3 separate regions of the Mus musculus genome follow, and regions 2 and 3 are each linked to region 1. Evidence: chromatin contacts called from public HiChIP or PLAC-seq and promoter capture Hi-C data. All regions are on one chromosome and are shown on one strand. Each heading gives the region's core, a stretch centred on a gene start, on an enhancer-like site or on the middle of the called end of the contact. The rest is flanking DNA. Distances are from core to core; before and after follow the strand shown. Region 1 holds the start of Vpreb3 (pre-B lymphocyte gene 3). Region 2 overlaps Bcr (BCR activator of RhoGEF and GTPase). Region 3 overlaps Upb1 (ureidopropionase, beta).

Evidence for each region. Promoter capture Hi-C pulls out the DNA fragments that hold promoters and counts their contacts. HiChIP or PLAC-seq counts read pairs in DNA pulled down with a chosen protein or histone mark.
Region 2: a promoter capture Hi-C map of the HPC-7 cell line shows a contact between it and region 1, with 10 times the contacts expected there. The contact joins the enhancer-like site here to the promoter of Vpreb3 in region 1. A contact is called at or near these places in 8 of 39 promoter capture datasets (the HPC-7 cell line, HPC-7-derived erythroid cells, embryonic stem cells and 5 more), 1 of 15 datasets of contacts at CTCF or cohesin (large pre-B cells), 20 of 484 Hi-C or Micro-C datasets (B cells, the Ba/F3 cell line, the G1E-ER4 cell line and 6 more), 3 of 115 datasets of contacts at active chromatin or transcription factors (embryonic forebrain, large pre-B cells and pro-B cells) and 1 of 9 other capture datasets (liver).
Region 3: a contact with region 1 is called in an H3K4me3 HiChIP or PLAC-seq map of pro-B cells, with 4 times the contacts expected there. The contact joins the enhancer-like site here to the promoter of Vpreb3 in region 1. A contact is called at or near these places in 2 of 39 promoter capture datasets (embryonic stem cells and hippocampal neurons), 1 of 15 datasets of contacts at CTCF or cohesin (CD8 T cells), 9 of 484 Hi-C or Micro-C datasets (CD8 T cells, the G1E-ER4 cell line, the N1E-115 cell line and 4 more) and 2 of 115 datasets of contacts at active chromatin or transcription factors (large pre-B cells and pro-B cells).

The regions. Positions count from the first base shown.
Region 1 is chr10:75,947,005-75,949,590 of GRCm38.p6, forward strand. It overlaps Vpreb3 (pre-B lymphocyte gene 3), which reads left to right and starts at 1,296. Exons shown (of 2, transcript NM_009514.5): 1 at 1,296-1,405; 2 at 2,139-2,586. The coding sequence starts at 1,354. The coding sequence ends at 2,458.
Region 2 is chr10:75,169,335-75,171,920 of GRCm38.p6, forward strand. The region is part of intron 16 of Bcr (BCR activator of RhoGEF and GTPase); the gene reads left to right. Among named protein-coding and RNA genes, the nearest start is that of Specc1l, 41 kb to the right of the region's middle. Within about 2 kb of position 1,312, at least 154 of the 459 cell types and tissues checked have an H3K27ac peak or open chromatin away from gene starts, as enhancers often do. A contact at or near this core is called in the HPC-7 cell line, cerebral cortex and palatal mesenchyme, where this site is marked.
Region 3 is chr10:75,427,901-75,430,486 of GRCm38.p6, forward strand. Upb1 (ureidopropionase, beta) reads left to right here. Exons shown (of 10, transcript NM_133995.4): 5 at 281-442; 6 at 2,062-2,231. Among named protein-coding and RNA genes, the nearest start is that of 4933407G14Rik, 20 kb to the right of the region's middle. Within about 2 kb of position 1,296, at least 83 of the 459 cell types and tissues checked have an H3K27ac peak or open chromatin away from gene starts, as enhancers often do. A contact at or near this core is called in pro-B cells, where this site is marked.

The DNA of each region.
Region 1 (2,586 bases), core at 46-2,545:
TCTGTGGTCCTTCTACACCTTAAAGGGAGTGGTCTTATTGATCTAAAGATGCCCCCACTGGGCCTATATCCCCAACATCGTCAAGCTGGAAACACTTGGGTGTTTTTCTCTCTGTCACAGCATCGGATGCCCATTAGAGATGGTTGCAAGGCACCATGTGGTTGCTGGGAATTGAACTCAGGACCTCTGGAAGAGCAGTCAGTGCTCTTAACCACTGTGCCATCTCTCCAGCCCAACACTTGGGTCTTTGTGAGGACATTCTAGAGCAGTGATCCTCAACCTTTCTAATGCAGCCACCCTTTAGTATCACCTCATGTTGTCATGAACCCCCAACCATAAAATCATAACTACATCATACCTGTAATTTTGCTACTGCTATGAACTGTTTTCTGATAGTATTGGGCAAAAGCGACCCCTTTCACGCAACCCTGAAAGAGGTCCAGACCCACAGTTTGAGAACTGCTGTTCTAGACCCAGACTATACCAGGGGTAGTGTATTAGTCAGGAGTCTTTAGAGTCACAAAACTTATGGAATGTCTCTCTATATTGAGGGAATTTATTGGAACGACTTACAGTCTGTAGTCCAACTAACCCAACAATGGTCAGCTGTGGATGGGAAGTCCATGGACCTGGTAGTTGCTCAGTCCCACTAGGGTAGCTATTTCAGCTGGCCTTCTGTATAAGCTGGAAGCCTGAAGTAGGCTCCAACAGATGTGCTGGCCAGTAAGTGCAAGCAGGTGAAGAGAGTGAGCCTTCCTTCTTCCAATGTCCGTATGGAGGCCTCCAGCAGAAGGTGTGGCCCAGATTAAAGATGTGTACCACCATGCCTGGATCTGGGACTTGCTTGTCCCAGGCTGACGCAGAGGTCTCCTTGCCTCAGTCTCCTGGGATTAACAGCGTGTACTACCTTGCCTGGGCCTAAGCTCTCCATGGCCACTATGGCCTCAAGATCTCTGAGCCAAATCCAGGTCAGAAATGTGTGTCTTCCAGCCACAAGATCTGAATCACAGGTGTGCCCTCCAATTCTGGATCATAGTTCATTTCAGATATAGTCAGTTGACCACCAGAAATAGTCATTACAGGTAGATATACACTAGGAAAGGGTATGAGAGGCTGTCTGGGGAATGCCAACTTCCTGCAAATGGATGTGAAGGGCTCTGATCTCCTGCTGGCTGAGATGCCAGGACATTTGGAAGATAGGGCCTGACCCTGGCCCCAGACACATGTGTCGTCCTTCAGTCAGTGGGCTGATTTGCATGCTCTATTGTGGTCCAGAGACTTCCCCATCCCTGTACTACAAGCATCCGGAGCACAGTACTGCAGAACTCTAGGTCGGCCTTTCTGCTTCTGGCCATGGCCTGCCCTGGTTGCCTGCCTCTGCTCCTGATAGGAACCTTTGTGGCAGGTACGGCACATCCAGGAACGAGGTGGGGGTTGGCACCAGCTCAGGGAAACTCATGCAAAGAAGTGAATCAACAGGGTAAGGGGGGTGGATCCTAGGAGAGGCATTGGGGTAGAGCAGAGAGCCGGCTGTAGGCAACTCTGTCCAGGACTAGGGGAAAGCCACTTTCCGTGTGGACCTTAGCTTCCCAATTTGTGGGTCTGCTTAGACTGTGGTCCTTCAGCGTCTCTGAGGAGAGGGCAACTTCTTGCCTTTGTTTCTCAGAGAGGAGGCTAATAAAGATGGGCAGCCCCCTGCTCCACAGATCCTTTAAGGCAATCCTCTGTGGCCAGCAGTTTGAAAGTCAAGGATGACAGTTAAGCATTCTGAGAGGTCTGGAGGGCAGTTACTTTGTAGCTGAGGTTGAGTTATTAGATTGAGGGGTAAGGGTAGAGAGAAGGAGGGTAGTAGGTACTAGGGGGACCTAGAAGGTCACACTTGAACACTAGGCTCTCAACTGAACATGGATTCTTGGAGACAGGACAGTAATGCTAATTTAGGGGTCACTTATTCACAAGCCCCCATTCACAGAGGAAACCGGAACGGTAGATGGAGCAAACTATGTCTCACAGAACCATCCAGGGCACTAGGCTCTGAAAAATATTTGGGAGTGGGAATCTTTGCAGTCTGATAAAATATTTGTAGCAAGGTAGGAAGGAGCCCAGGCTAGCCCTTAGTGGGTCTGTGTCTTTTTCAGTCTTTCAGCCAACTCTGACCCAGCCTGACGCGTTCTCAGTCTTCCCAGGCCAAGACGCTCATCTCAGCTGCACCATCAATTCCCAGCATGCCACCGCTGGAGATATTGGGGTGTCGTGGTACCAGCAGCAGCCAGGAAGTGCTCCCCATCTTCTCTACTATTACGCAGAAGAGGAACACTATCGGCCCGCTGACATCCCCGACAGATTCTCAGCTACCGTGGATGCAGCCCACAACGCCTGTATCCTCACCATCAGCCCCGTGCTCCCGGAGGATGATGCCGATTACTTCTGTTCCATCGCCCACACCTTTGAACCCTAGGGCTGGGTTGAACATCTTCTGTCTCCTAGGTCTGCCCCCTGACCTTGGGCCTCCTCTTTTTCTCTTAAGTCTTGCTTTCTTTCCTTCCTCTGTGAAATGAGTTAATAACACTCGACGGGTCAACCACT
Region 2 (2,586 bases), core at 62-2,561, 780 kb before region 1:
AGCAAAGAGAAGAGAATTTCCAGTGCCAGAAAGCAGTGAAGGTAGCAAAGACAGATATACTCAGGGATACCTCCCAGAGGGAAGAGACACCGTTGCATAGACAGGGCTCCACTCCAGGTAAGGCGCAGGCAAATGGAAATTTACAGCCAAGGAGCAGGGTAAGGGTCAGTGAGTGGAGATTACTAAGAGGAAATGCCAGGAGTGAGGAGGATTCTGGCTAGACCAGCCCAATGGGATTTTTCTTCTGAAGGAAGGTCAGGTAAACAGACATTACCTGGAGACAAAGAACCCAGCTACACGTCAAAGATGGGGGTGGGGGCAAACCTGTAATCCAGCACTTTGGAGGTAGAGACAGATAAAAAATCCACAGCTAGTCACAACCACATAGTGAATTATTTGAGACCAGCCTGGGCTCTGTGAGGCACTGTCAAAATAATAATAATAATAATAATAAACGCTGATGATGATGGTGATGGTGATGGTGATGATGATGGAGATAGAGAGATAGCTTAGTTGATATGGAGGCTTGAATGATAATTCCAGAATCCACATTAAAAAAAAAAAGTGTGGGGCAGGAGTAGAGGAGCCCAGTGTGATGAACCACATGCAATCCCAGCACTGGGGAAACTGAGGCAGACAGATCCCTAGGGTTCTCTGGCCAGCCAGTCTACCTTACTTGACAAGTTCCAGTCAGGGAGAGACCCTAACTGACTCAACAAAAACAAGGTAGATAGCATCTGAGAGATGACTCCTGAGGTCGGCCTTGGTGTCCTCAAACACGTATACATACACGCACACCAAATACAGCATACCCACGTATACACTACACACACACACACACACACACACACACACACACACACACACACACACACACACAGAGTATATGTTCTTAGAAAAATTGATTGAACAGAATTCTTACTCAGATTGGGCTTTTGCGCAGGGGTGAAGCCATGTTGATCAAAGCTCAGAGTCTGGCTAGTCTGGTAGTAAAGAGGATAGTCTCTGTCCACCCACCAGCCCTGCTGTGCCCTGTGTGACCCAAGTGAGTCATAGCCCCTCACCCTTCCAGCAATGTGTCCTCGTATATCAGATGGAGCAAGAGACACATCCGTCTGCAGCTTGGTGACGTGTCACCCAGACCTGGTCAGCATTTGGTGCTATTATTACTGTTACTATTTTGTCACCATCATTGTCAGTGAAGAGGCACTGGAGACTGTCGGCCCCTGCTCCAGCCCCCAGTCATCACCGTGGTCTGAGAGATGATTGGCCTCGGGAACTTCTTTACACAGGAAGGAACCCAAGCACTTGAAAATGGTCTAGATGACTCACACTCGCCTACACAGTGACTGGCCTGTCTCCCAGCAACAAGGGCTTGTCCGTGTGATCCCTGGAGGAAGGAAGCAGGAGGAGGGGCAGTGTTACGGCCTGACACTCAGCCTGGCTCCGTTCTCCCGCCTCTTGCTTCTTCTCACCTGTGGATACTGTTTATGGGTTAGGTATAGCTGAGAAAGCCATCTGCGGCTTAACCAGGGCTGAGCCAGGCTTTCCCGATGATGTCGACACCTTCCATGCGTGTCGTTGTGGATAGGTGCCTAGCTGTCTATTTCCTGCTGCTGGGAGTTGGTGAGGAATGGCAACCCTGGCTCAGAAACTAAGTGGAGAGACGTCCTGTGAGGTAAAGCTGCATGCTGAGATAGAGAAGATGCAGTCCTCAATACCAGAGGGAAGACAGGTGGAAGTCCAGACTCAGGCAGAACAGCAGGGCCCAAGAGAAGGGCCAGAATGGACACTGAGGCTCTGATGGTAGTATTCACGCACATCCTCAGACTGAGAGTGCCAGACTCTTCTGAGGTTAAGATCCTGAGTCGGTACGCTTCTCTGCTCTATAAATGGTATTAATGAATACTTAGTCCAAGAACCACAGCCCAAGTTTTTGGATTCTGCCCTTACTCTTTATATGACCTTGACTTATCCGGTCCCCATTTCTCTTCCTGAAGAACGGAGGTTCCACAAGAGAAAGAGTAGAGTGTTCCCTCTTTCTGAACCCAGGACACGTTAAATCCACACGCCAGAAAGGGATGTGATGGCGCTGACCTGGAAGGTGACAACTGTTCAGAGAGTCACCAGCAAGAAGACTATGAGCCCTCGTGCAGTTCGTACACAGCACCTTGGTCCTTTCCAAGCTTCTATAGGTCATCCAAGCAAACCAAACCATCATACACCAGAGCCTGTTGTGTTGCCCTCATAAGGAAGAACCTATGTGCCAGGATCCAAGAGTGCCATAACATGAAGACATTTTATCCCAGGCTTTAAGATACTACAGATGTGCCAAAAGCCAGGGTCATCATGCTGCAAGGTCACACTGGCATCCTCAGATATCGCTGATGAAGGGGCCAAGTTTGGGCACAGGGAGACCTTCACATGAAGGAACACGAGGTATATCTTCAGGTCATACCCCAAGGCCGGCAGTTAGCCAGGATTCAGGGATGCTTGAACTGAGAGGAAGCCATTCAGCAGCCTGACTGCATATGGTCAAGACCGGGCCAGGATCCTGAAAGCACCATCCTCAGCTAGGGCCACTCT
Region 3 (2,586 bases), core at 46-2,545, 520 kb before region 1:
GACTACTCTTCCAGAGGTCCTGAGTTCAAATCCCAGCAACTACATGGTGGCTCACAACCATCTGTAATGGGATCACATGCCCTCTTCTGGTGTGTCTGAAGACAACTACAGTGTACTCATATAAATAAAATAACTAAATCCTTTTTAAAAAAGTAATTTAAGTAATAGCTGGAACCTAAGTCTATGTATTTAGGAACATCACTAAATTCTTCTCCAGTTTAAAGAAGTGAAAGAGTAACAATCTACCCGAAAGAGAACATGATGGTTTTCAATTCCCCAGCTGGCAAAGAAGCACAACATGGTGGTGGTGTCTCCAATCTTGGAGCGTGATAGAGAGCATGGGGGAGTTCTGTGGAACACAGCTGTGGTGATCTCCAATTCAGGGCTGGTCATGGGGAAGACCAGAAAGAACCACATCCCCAGAGTGGGAGACTTCAACGAGGTACGTGCCAGTCCGGATTCGGAGGGCTTTCCTGGGGGCGGGGGGAGGTAGTTCTGTATCGGAGGCTGTGAAGTGTGACCCTTGCAGGGGGTTGCTGCTGTAGTCTTCAGAGGGTCTGATAGTGTTGCCCTGCATCACACAGACAGATGAGATATTTCAGTCACAAAACCTTTTAGCAGCATGGGATGTAGAGATGTTTTATATGTGTGAGGTAACTTGGCTTTCTGCAGTATTCCCTCGAGATAATTGGTTCATTAACCAACATGCAAATAAACAGTACACAAATGTGAAATGACTCCGGTGAGCCCTTGTGAAGGGGCTTATGAAGGGACTCTGAGCTCCTAGGCAACCAATGATATAATCCTAGTTTTAGAGTGTCTTTGTGACTTATCTGGTGTCTAAGTTGGCTCGTGTTCAGATAGGTGTCTTTGAATGTTTGTTTGTGTACAGTGATGGTTACACAGGACTTAGAATCACTGGAGATAGGAATTCTGGGAGAGGGGGCTGTTCTGATTGGTAAATGCCAATTCACAAGTGGCGGGACGCCAATGGAGAGTGTTTGAAGGAGGAAAAATGAACTCTACATAATATCAGGCTACTAAATCTGGATTTGAACTTGACTTTTCAAGAGTCAAGAATAGTCCAGAATATACTGCCTCTGATCCTTAGCTCCCCACCCCTCATCCTTGCTTTGGGGGCTTAGGTTGCTCTCGGGCAGGTCAACAAGGTGAGACACCATCTACAGGGCTACAAGGAAACCAAAGAGCTGCTGTTTCTAAGTAGCAGCTGGAGGTGGGGTAGGACAGACACGCTCCTCACCTGTTTACCCTGGGGTTAATCATTAGCTCCCTGCTGATGTCACCTGTCTAGGTACAGCAGGATCTGCTCAGGGTCCACTGTGTACACACCCTGGTTGCTGTCTAACTCAGCCAGTTTTGAAATTCACGAGAGAAAGCCGAGAGCTCTAGGAGCCGATCTGTTTGCCACCCACCTTGCCCTCTACCCTCCCCTCAAGACCCAGAAGTGGTACCCTCGGGCATCAAGCGGGGAACAAGGGATGGATGAAAAAGGTTTCCATTTGCTTGTCCTGCGAGGGATCCGTAATCCGAGGCAGGATGCTCACTCTGCTGCATAGAGGGTGTGAGTTCTACTCTCAAATTTATTCTTAGACAGTAGGTCAAGTCCCAGACCAACTCAAGCAACATTCAGTTTCCAAAAAGGAGAAGTTGCTCTAGGTGCGGCTGGGTCTTTTTCACCTCTAGCAATCTGCACAAGGATGTGTGGTTGGTAAGGACTCCTCCTAACATTGACCTGACCACAACCTTTCCTCCTGACATGATTGAACCCTTACCATAGGTTATCCTGGAAGTCATGTGATAGACCACAAAGCAGACTGTGGATTAAATCCTTAGGCCATTGTGCTTTTCCCTTGGGTCTGCTTTGTTATTATGCCTGGGGTTTTGTGTTGTGCCCCAACACACCGAAACTCTGGAACTTAAAATAGAGTCACACCCAAATGTTAATTTTAGGTCACCAGCGATGCTCACTTCTGCTGAGTCTAAGGAAAGCAGAAGTGTTTCCACTCCAACAACAGAGCTCTTTTGTAATTTTTTTTTCAGTCCACTTACTACATGGAGGGAAACCTGGGCCACCCCGTGTTCCAGACCCAGTTTGGCAGGATTGCAGTGAACATTTGCTATGGGCGGCACCACCCCCTCAACTGGCTCATGTACAGCATCAACGGAGCTGAAATCATCTTCAACCCTTCGGCCACCATTGGAGAACTCAGGTCTCTTGGTGGAAAGGCTCTGGGGGGGAGGGGGGGTCTTCCTAGGGCCCATCCGCTGCCTTGGGCCTAGAGTCAATCTGTGGGATTCTGGCATGCGTTTGGTAAACCGTAGGAAGCAGGCGCCATCACCAGGATGTCTAGATCACAGCTCCGTGATTGGATGTTGTTGCACAGTTAACCATTTTTTTTCAGTGGAAAAAAAAAAAAAAAGCCCCAGCCAATATGACCATTACAACATCTGACCTTCCCAAAGGACCATTCTACCATTGGCAGCAACCTTTGCTGGGATTCTGAACATGGGGACAAAGATAATGCTCTCAACCCTTCTGCATGATGGTCAGAATCTCAAAGCCTG